Regions from separate parts of the Mus musculus genome. Here all the other regions are linked to region 3. Evidence: chromatin contacts called from public promoter capture Hi-C data. All regions are on one chromosome and are shown on one strand. The core of a region is the stretch at or near the end of the contact, and the rest is flanking DNA. Distances in the headings are between cores, read along the strand shown.

Region 1 (2,700 bases), core at 66-2,565, 560 kb before region 3:
GACTGCTCAGAAGGGACTATAAACAACGCCAATTGTTTGTTTCTGGAATTTTCCATTTAAGATTTGCATAGCCTTTGACCACAGGTAAGTGAAACTTGGGGTGGGGGGAGTAGATAAAGGGATGGTGGGAATGCTGTGCCCCATGTTTGTTTAGTACAAGACTATACTCACAGAAATATATGATTTGGGGGAGAGGGGTTTATTGTTAACTTGATGCCTTCCTAGTTTTGAGAAAAGTACCTGTCAAAAATATGTCTACTCAACAAATCATTAAGATGTTTGGTTGAATTATAAATGTAAGTTAAAAATGTGTAATCAGATTAAATGCATGACCAAAACATGTAAGTTTAAAATACTCACCAGAAAAAAAAAAGTTATTTGCCTGTCTGGTATTCTTCGCTGCTTCCCTATGTCTTGAAACTACTCATTTTGGAAAGCATTAGACCAGAAAAAAGATGGCAACATGAACAAAACCAAATCTTAGAAACTGGTAGTTTTCAGTTCACAGAAATAAGTTGGAAAAACAAACAAAAAACCCAATCAGACGCTCACAAAGAGCCACCAAGTCAAGGGGAAAAGAAGTTTCTGTAATCCCAACGGAATATAAAGAGAATAAAATGTACATGTTCACAATATGACAGACTTGGTTGAGACCTAAATTCAAGGACCTGAGCAACTGCCTCAGAGTTGGTCTTAAGTCTACTTTTGTCCTGTTTTGCGACCCATGAGTGAGCCAAGAGAGGCCATGAGAACGCTGAGACCAAACCCAGTGTTAGGAAATACTTCTGTGCAGATTTTTATTTTGACCTGAGAAGGAAGACATGAAACGTGTAGGGGGAGCTAAGGGCTGTAAGAGCTGGGAGTGGCTACAGCTCAGCTTGTCTCCAGGGCCCCACCCCTGTCGTGGTCCTCCAATGGCATCTCCAGGCGCCCTCCCCAGCACCCTGCCTCAGCTTACCACCTCCGATGGAATTCGTACTTCTGTTCCATTGAGGTGGCTAGAGCCTTCTTCTTCTTCATAAAGCCCAACAGCTCCCGGATCTCCTTCTCGCAAGAGGCCAGGAGTGGGTTTTTACTGTCCAGGGGCCCGTAGAAGGCGGCAGAGGGCAGCGAGTCCTCGGAGTGGGTACATTGCGGCGGGTCGGTCGAACTCGACTTGGACTCGCTGGGCGACTTGAGAACCGCGGTAGAGGTCGGCGGCGGCGTTGGGGGCAGATGCACCGGCGACACCGATGTCTCAGAGTCTGGGGACTCCTCAGAAGAACTGGAGGAGCTTCTGGAGGACGCCATGTCTATCAGAGTTCAGCAGGCTAGAGGCTGGTGGACAAGCGGTTGCCAAGCAACGATCTCCCGGCAACCAAGCCACCTGCACGCTCTCCGGAAGCACAGCGGCCCCTAGAGGGTGAGGAAAGTACAAACAGCCTGGAAAGGCAGGATGCTCTGAATGGCTGGCTATGTGTGTAACCCACTCTGGCCTCAAACTCACTATCCTCCAGCCTCAGTGTCTTGAGTGCTGGGATTACGGACATTCACATCCAACGCCGCTTGAGAGAGGGCTTTAAAGCAAAGAACCAATAAAGAAAATTACCATCAAAAATTCATACAATGTTTTCCCTATTTGGACCACCTACTAATATCCATGGTTACAATCATTAAGATGTATTGGGCATTATTCCAAGCATTTTGAGACATTACCTGTCTCATTAATCGTCATGACTTCATACCTCAGCTTCTATCCTATCTCCTCGGTTTCACAGCTTAGGGGAACATAGCTTGACTTTGACCAAACTCAGAGGATAACTGAGAATCAGGGGACAAGTCCTAATTATGTGCTGCAAAGCCAGTGATCATAAGAAATCTGCCGTCCTGGTGATGCCCCCAAGAGAAAGCACTGAAGCTGAATTCCCAAACCGAAATTAGGGAACTCCCTGACAATCTGGTTAAGACAAGCACCTTGTGTGGCTATGTTCTCTTCCCGCTGCAGTTTGAGTTTGTGAGTAATGATCATGAGTTACTGCCACTTCAGCCTTATCCTAAATGTCACGGTGTTCTAAATCAATATGCCTTTTGCTCAACTTTAACTCCTTGACATTAATATATGCTAAATGGTTTGAAGTGTTAACTCTCCAAATACTTTTTGTTTTTAAACGGGGAGATGGGAGATTTTTTTTTTCTCTCTGATGGACAAACTGTAGGTCTCAGAGGAAATGCTTAACACTAAAAAATGTTCTTTTCTTGCATCTCATGGGCCACAATGAGTCAAATTTATTAATTTGGGATTTGAATTTCAGCTAGCGGACATACTTTTCCTTACAAATTATGCAAGCCCAAAGAAATATTGAAGAACCAGAGATAGAGAGGTTGGCTTCAAAAACAAGGTCTTTAAACACTGAAAACGACTACCAATTCTTTCACATGCAAAATATAGACGGTGACCTTGGTATCCACTGAATAGTAAAGAAGCTCACTGGGCCACAGCCTTATCTCTTCCAGCTCCAAGCCCATTTCTTTCAAGCATCTGTACTAATTTGTAAGGTTGGTCTTCTCTGTCCTATGCACTGTACCTTAATATTCTTGGAAGGAAGATCACAGGGGAAATCACTTATTGGAGCAGGTAATTATGGCTAAAGAATCTTCCAGTGACACACAAGAGCAGGGACCTCTCTGTCAGGGCCCAGTTCTCCATCCAAGAGGCAGCAC
Region 2 (2,742 bases), core at 198-2,697, 590 kb before region 3:
GGAATGAGGAGGAGGAGGAGTGAGGAGGAGTAGGGGGTAGGAGGAGGAGTGAGGAGGAGGAGGAGTGAGGAGGAGGAGTGAGGAGGAGGAGGAGGAGGAGGATATCACTGCCTGGTAGTAGTAGTACTGATGATCTCTACCTCAAAAGACTATAGTGAGGATTGCTATGCATGCCAAACCCTTCCACAATACTCAGAATGTTGCAGGGTTTGCAGCAATAATGAGGGGCAGCCATAATGCCTGGTTTCTACATTACTAGAAGATTAAGTCAGCCAAGAATGACACCGAGAGTACTGGGTAACTAGTACTATTTCTGTCTCATGCAGTTACAGACTTGAACTCAGGGACTGGAAAAATGGTAAAGTGTCATGCAAGCACAATGACCTGAGCTCACTCCTCAGCACCCATCAAAGAGCCAGGCACGGTGGTATGTGTCTTTAAGTCCTGTACTGGGAGGAGAGAGAAACAGACTGGAGGTTCTGATGATACGGGCAAGGTAAACCAACAACCTTGGCCTCGGTGGCAGAAAGCACCACCAAGGTGACACAGGGCTGACTTGGCAGTGATATGTCTTCACAACTGGACCTGAATCACCCCCACGCCCAGAACCAAATGGTGCAAGTTCTGTGAGAGAGAGAGTTCCTGTCTCAAAAACCAAAATGAAGATCAACTGTGGATGGTACCTGACATCAACTTCTGGCCTATAAACATTCATACATGTGTACACGCCCACAGAGATGCACACACATTCATATATGTATAGACACACACATTCATCTGTGGTAATCACACACACAGACACATTCACACATGTGTATACATACCCGTACTAAATGAATAAAAATATTTTTTTAAAAAACAGGCAAGCTTTATCAAGTCAAAGTTCCCTAGAGCTGGTAGGTAGGCTTCCTGTGTGGTGGGGTCTCCAGGGCTTATGTCCATTAAGTGGAGTTACCCATGTGTAGCCTCAGATAAGCTATGTGAAGATACTGTGTGGAGACTTGGGAATTTCTGGGTGGAAAAAAGTCTTAATTCCCTTGAAGCTTGCCACAGGGAACAAATGAGTAGCGCCTAATAAATGAGTAGATCCTTAGGTGACAGCTGTAGAACCCCTAAATCCTTGCAGGCGGCATTGCCCCAAACCCCTTCCCACAGGCTGGGGGCTACTCAACTATCCTCTTCTACCATGTACTTTGTCAGAGACAAACTCAAGTCCCATGAGGCTGGGAGAAGAGATGTTTGGTATGGATTATAAATGAATTATTTTAAGAGGACTATCACATTGATTTAAAATCCTCTTGATATTAACAACGGCCAACACTAACAACCAATTGCTAATACAGACAGATGTGCCCTTCAAAGCTCTTGACATGCAAACTCTAGAGCAGACCAAGCCATGGCAGCTCTGTGGAGCGGTATTTGTTAACACAGCAACTGTGAAATCTTTTTTAGGATCTCAACAGCAACTAAAGGCAGCATGGGCGGCAGAATCTACAGAGCAGCTTATTATTATATGTGGGACAGCCTCACTTCTGTTTAATTTGTACTCAAAACGCTGGCCCAGAATTTGTTCAAGTTATTATTAGTAATAGTCTTTGTTTTTATTTTTTTTTTCATTTGAGGAACCAAACAGAAAGCAAACATACAATAAATGTTATCCACAAAGCATGCAAATATCATGCCTTCTATTTTTATTTTTAAGTGTCGTTAGCACTAAGATACATGCCTAATTCTGATGAAATATAAAAAGCATTGTTTCTCCAAAGCATTTGACCACTCAGGGAAAGACTCATAAGGACACAATGTCTCCCATGCCAACAGCAATTCCAGCAGGTCTCCGTGAGAGTATAGTTGCCCTTCCTGGCCTATGTTCCAATGCCTGGAAAATGAATGCAGGGAATAAACATGTCTTCTGACAACAAACATGCCATGACAGTGGCTTCCTCGTGCTAAAGCGGCTCAGTGAGTCCCAGGAAGGGAGGATCGTGTAAGTTGGAGTCTCTGGGCCTAGCAGATGGCTGAGCCAACAGAGTGCCTGCCTTGGAAGCATGACAACCTGAGTCTGGGCCCCAGAACCCACGGGAAGGGCCAGCCCTGGTGGTGCGTGCTTCATATCTTTTTTTTTCAGGTTCTTTTTTTTTTTTTCCATTTTTTATTAGGTATTTAACTCATTTACATTTCCAATGCTATACCAAAAGTCCCCCATATCCACCCACCCCCACTCCCCTGCCCACCCACTCCCACTCCCCCTTTTTGGCCCTGGTGTTCCCCTGTACTGGGGCATATAAAGTTTGCAAGTCCAATGGGCCTCTCTTTCCAGTGATGGCCGACTAGGCCATCTTTTGATATATATGCAGCTAGAGTCAAGAGCTCCGGGGTACTGGTTAGCTCATAATGTTGTTCCACCTATAGGGTTGCAGATCCCTTTAGCTCCTTGGCTATTTTCTCTGGCTCCTCCATTGGGAGCCCTATGATCCATCCATTAGCTGACTGTGAGCATCCACTTCTGTGTTTGCTGGGCCCCGGCATAGTCTCACAAGAGACAGCTACATCTGCGTCCTTTCAATAAAATCTTGCTAGTGTATGCAATGGTGTCAGCGTTTGGATGCTGATTATGGGGTGGATCCCTGGATATGGCAGTCTCTACATGGTCCATCCTTTCATCTCAGCTCCAAACTCCGTCTCTGTAACTCCTTCCATGGGTGTTTTGTTCCCAAATCTAAGGAGGGGCATAGTGTCCAC
Region 3 (2,774 bases), core at 42-2,541:
CAGAAGCATCACCTGTGAGAGCCAACGGAGGCTCCAGCGTGGCCAGTATTTGAAAGCTCAGAGTTTGTTTTCGAAAGCTGGTGACGGTTCTCATGTCGCCTGCCACTTCCAGTACTGGCCAAAATAATAATTTTAACGCCTCCCAGTGGATTATGCTAACCTCAACTCAGTTCCTTTAGAGAGATAGAAACCTATATGTCTCCAGCTCGGTCATTATAAATAATATCTACGTGTGCCCCCAAAGCTCTAATTGGCCCCATCTGTATTTCTGACAATTTATAATAACTGAATGGTATCTGCAAAGCAGTTAACTTTCTGGAAAATACTCAAAGACACACACTGAATGCTGCAATACAGAATTGCCTTCGACTCAACGTTTGCCAATTTCTTTGCATGTGTAAGCAGAACTATATTTTCAGAGAAGTTACAGAAGTCCCAGGCTGAAGTGCTATTTAATCTCCTTTCATAAACACCAGCCCTGAGCTACAATTAGCTGCTTGTGGTTGCTGCTAAATTGCTCCCCATAAGATATTTCATAACTTTATGGTTCCCCTGCTCACCATACTATGAAGAATGTGTGAATGCACCTAGGACCCAGGCATTCTTATGTCGATGCTCCAGACATAGATGTTCTTAAACAGTTGATTCCCTGATCATGGATCCTGGTCTTTCAGGCCGTGTGAGAACATCTTTTACACCAAACGGGTACACCTTCGACTCCTTTGGGCTGCACCCCCCAAAAAGGTAGCAGAGACTTAAAGGACCCTTGGCACTTGGTGCGCGTTCACTGGCAGTACCCTAGGCAGAATTGGGGGTCTGGGGTGGTCCTAACCCAGACCGTGGGACTCGCAGAGAATGGGTGCTGTGGAGTGGTGTTGGGGGAGGGGGGAAGGCTTGTTTTGCTGGGTGATTTTTTGGAAAGTAGTCGCTCGCCTGTTTCGCGGGTTTTTAAGCCCCTTGGCATGCCCTGACCTGATCCGGAGGGAGTCAACTGCTCTCAGGAATGTTCCTGGAGAAGGTGGGAGACTGTTTCCCAGGCGAGGCCCTTGGGTGCTGGAGGGCACCCGCGAGGTCAGGCAGGGAGATGCGCGCAGCGGGGGCTGCAGACACCCCCTCCCCCTGGGCGGCGGCGGCGGCGACAATGACCGGACCCGCGCGTCTGCACCGCCCGGCTGTCAAGCGCGGGGGGCGGGCGGGAGGAAGGGGTGGAGGTGCGAGGGGAGGAGGAGGGCTGGCACCGGAGCGCCGCGGTGTCGGTGCAATAAAAATGCATCCCATGGAACTGCCCATGGAGAAGGACGGGACCGAGCCTCGGCGGCCACAGAAGGTGGGAAAAGCGGAGGAGGACAGCCGGGAGGCGGCGGCGGCCGGGAAGTGAAAGGTCTCGCAAAGTTCAGCGTCGGCTGCGGGCGCCGAGCCCTGGGCGAGCGGCGCACCCGCCCTCAGGGCCGCTCAGCCGGCAGCGGCCAGGCCGGCTATGATCCCGGGGCTCCCGCCGCTGCTGAGCTGCCCGGGCCCCGCCAGGCCGGTGCGCGACGGTCACCCCGCCGCCTGGCGCGGCCCCGGCCCGCGGCTCTGTGCCCACGGTGCCCACTGAGCGAGCCTGGCGCTCCGGGAGGAGGAAGAACCACAGAGCCCCCGGTGCTCCCGAGGACCACTGCCGCTTCATCCCACCCGCTCCCGCAGCTGCCCGGCCATGGGGAGCTGCGCACGGCTGCTGCTGCTCTGGGGCTGCTCCGCGGTGGCCGCAGGTGGGTGGTGACGCGGCCGGGCCCCCACCCCTCTTCCCTTGCTCCTGCCCCTCCACCCAAGCTCGGGGGCTGGGGGATATAGGGGATCCCGGACCGGGAGCCCAGAGCTCGGCTATTGAGGATGAAGCCAGTGGCCATGTTCCGTCTCCTTTGCCCGCGACTCCGCAGTTTCAAACACTATTGATTTTTTTTTTTTCTCCTGCAACTGAGATACACATGTCCTTGAATAACCAGATATCCTGGGTACGCCCTGCAGAAGATACAGAGAGATCAATGTTTCTTTCTGGGTTTGGCTTGGGGGGGAAAACTGCCTCTGCACTTGGTGAGGGGGAACAAAGGACCCAGCTCGCCATCCCCGGGCTCTCCATGGCCTGAGGAGTGACGAGGAGGGGTGGCCCAGAGACCCTGGGCGTGCGTGGGCCGAGACCGATCTCTCACTTAGAGAGATCGCCACCTTCCCGGATCTCATTCTGTGTACTTGAGAGCCAGGTAGGGCCACCTGGGGTGAGGGTGAGCGCCCTCTTCCCGGGGCGTTGGCTGCAACGCTGTAGAACTCGGAACTGGGACCATGGGGGGTGATCACTCAGGTGGTGATTGCCCGGAGCTGGCTGACTGCCCCTGGGGAATCGGTACCCTGGCCGAAGCTCTGCAGGAGGTCGGAGGCGGGTCTGTTCCTTGGCTCAGTAACTGGGTTACGGGCAACGGGCAGATGCCCCTCTCCCCTCCCGCTACGGTCCTGTCTCTCTTGGACTGTCTTTAGGCCACCGGTTCCAGGCTTGCTGTGTCTGAGTCCCCGGGAGCCTCCTCTTTCTCTTCTCCCCCTCCCTTCTCGCAGGCCACCTGGTTTTCAGCTAGGTTAAGTACAGCACAGTGGGGTAGTGGGGAAAAATTGTGAGGGTCTGATTTCATCCCCCACCCCAAACCCCTCAGACGGACTTGACTTGCTCCTGAAAGAGACGTGTGGGTTAGAGGAACCGACTGGAAGGTTCCAAGCCCTGGGGCAGGCATCTCTTCAGTTGGTCT

The links. Promoter capture Hi-C pulls out the DNA fragments that hold promoters and counts their contacts.
Region 1: a promoter capture Hi-C map of hematopoietic stem and progenitor cells shows a contact between it and region 3, with 2.7 times the contacts expected there. The contact joins the promoter of Cfap54 here to the promoter of Ntn4 in region 3. A contact is called at or near these places in 2 of 39 promoter capture datasets (cranial neural crest and hematopoietic stem and progenitor cells).
Region 2: a promoter capture Hi-C map of hippocampal neurons shows a contact between it and region 3, with 2.0 times the contacts expected there. The contact joins the enhancer-like site here to the promoter of Ntn4 in region 3. A contact is called at or near these places in 7 of 39 promoter capture datasets (the 3T3-L1 cell line, the C10 cell line, cranial neural crest and 4 more), 2 of 115 datasets of contacts at active chromatin or transcription factors (embryonic stem cells and memory CD8 T cells) and 1 of 9 other capture datasets (liver).

What each region holds. Positions count from the first base shown.
Region 1 is chr10:93,080,307-93,083,006 of GRCm38.p6, forward strand. It overlaps Cfap54 (cilia and flagella associated protein 54), which reads right to left and starts at 1,316. Exons shown (of 68, transcript NM_001347060.2): 1 at 959-1,316. The coding sequence starts at 1,290.
Region 2 is chr10:93,052,059-93,054,800 of GRCm38.p6, forward strand. All of the region lies in intron 5 of Cfap54 (cilia and flagella associated protein 54), which reads right to left. Among named protein-coding and RNA genes, the nearest start is that of Gm40739, 21 kb to the right of the region's middle. Within about 2 kb of position 1,448, at least 13 of the 459 cell types and tissues checked have an H3K27ac peak or open chromatin away from gene starts, as enhancers often do. A contact at or near this core is called in hippocampal neurons, where this site is marked.
Region 3 is chr10:93,639,758-93,642,531 of GRCm38.p6, forward strand. It overlaps Ntn4 (netrin 4), which reads left to right and starts at 1,292. Exons shown (of 10, transcript NM_021320.3): 1 at 1,292-1,751. The coding sequence starts at 1,697.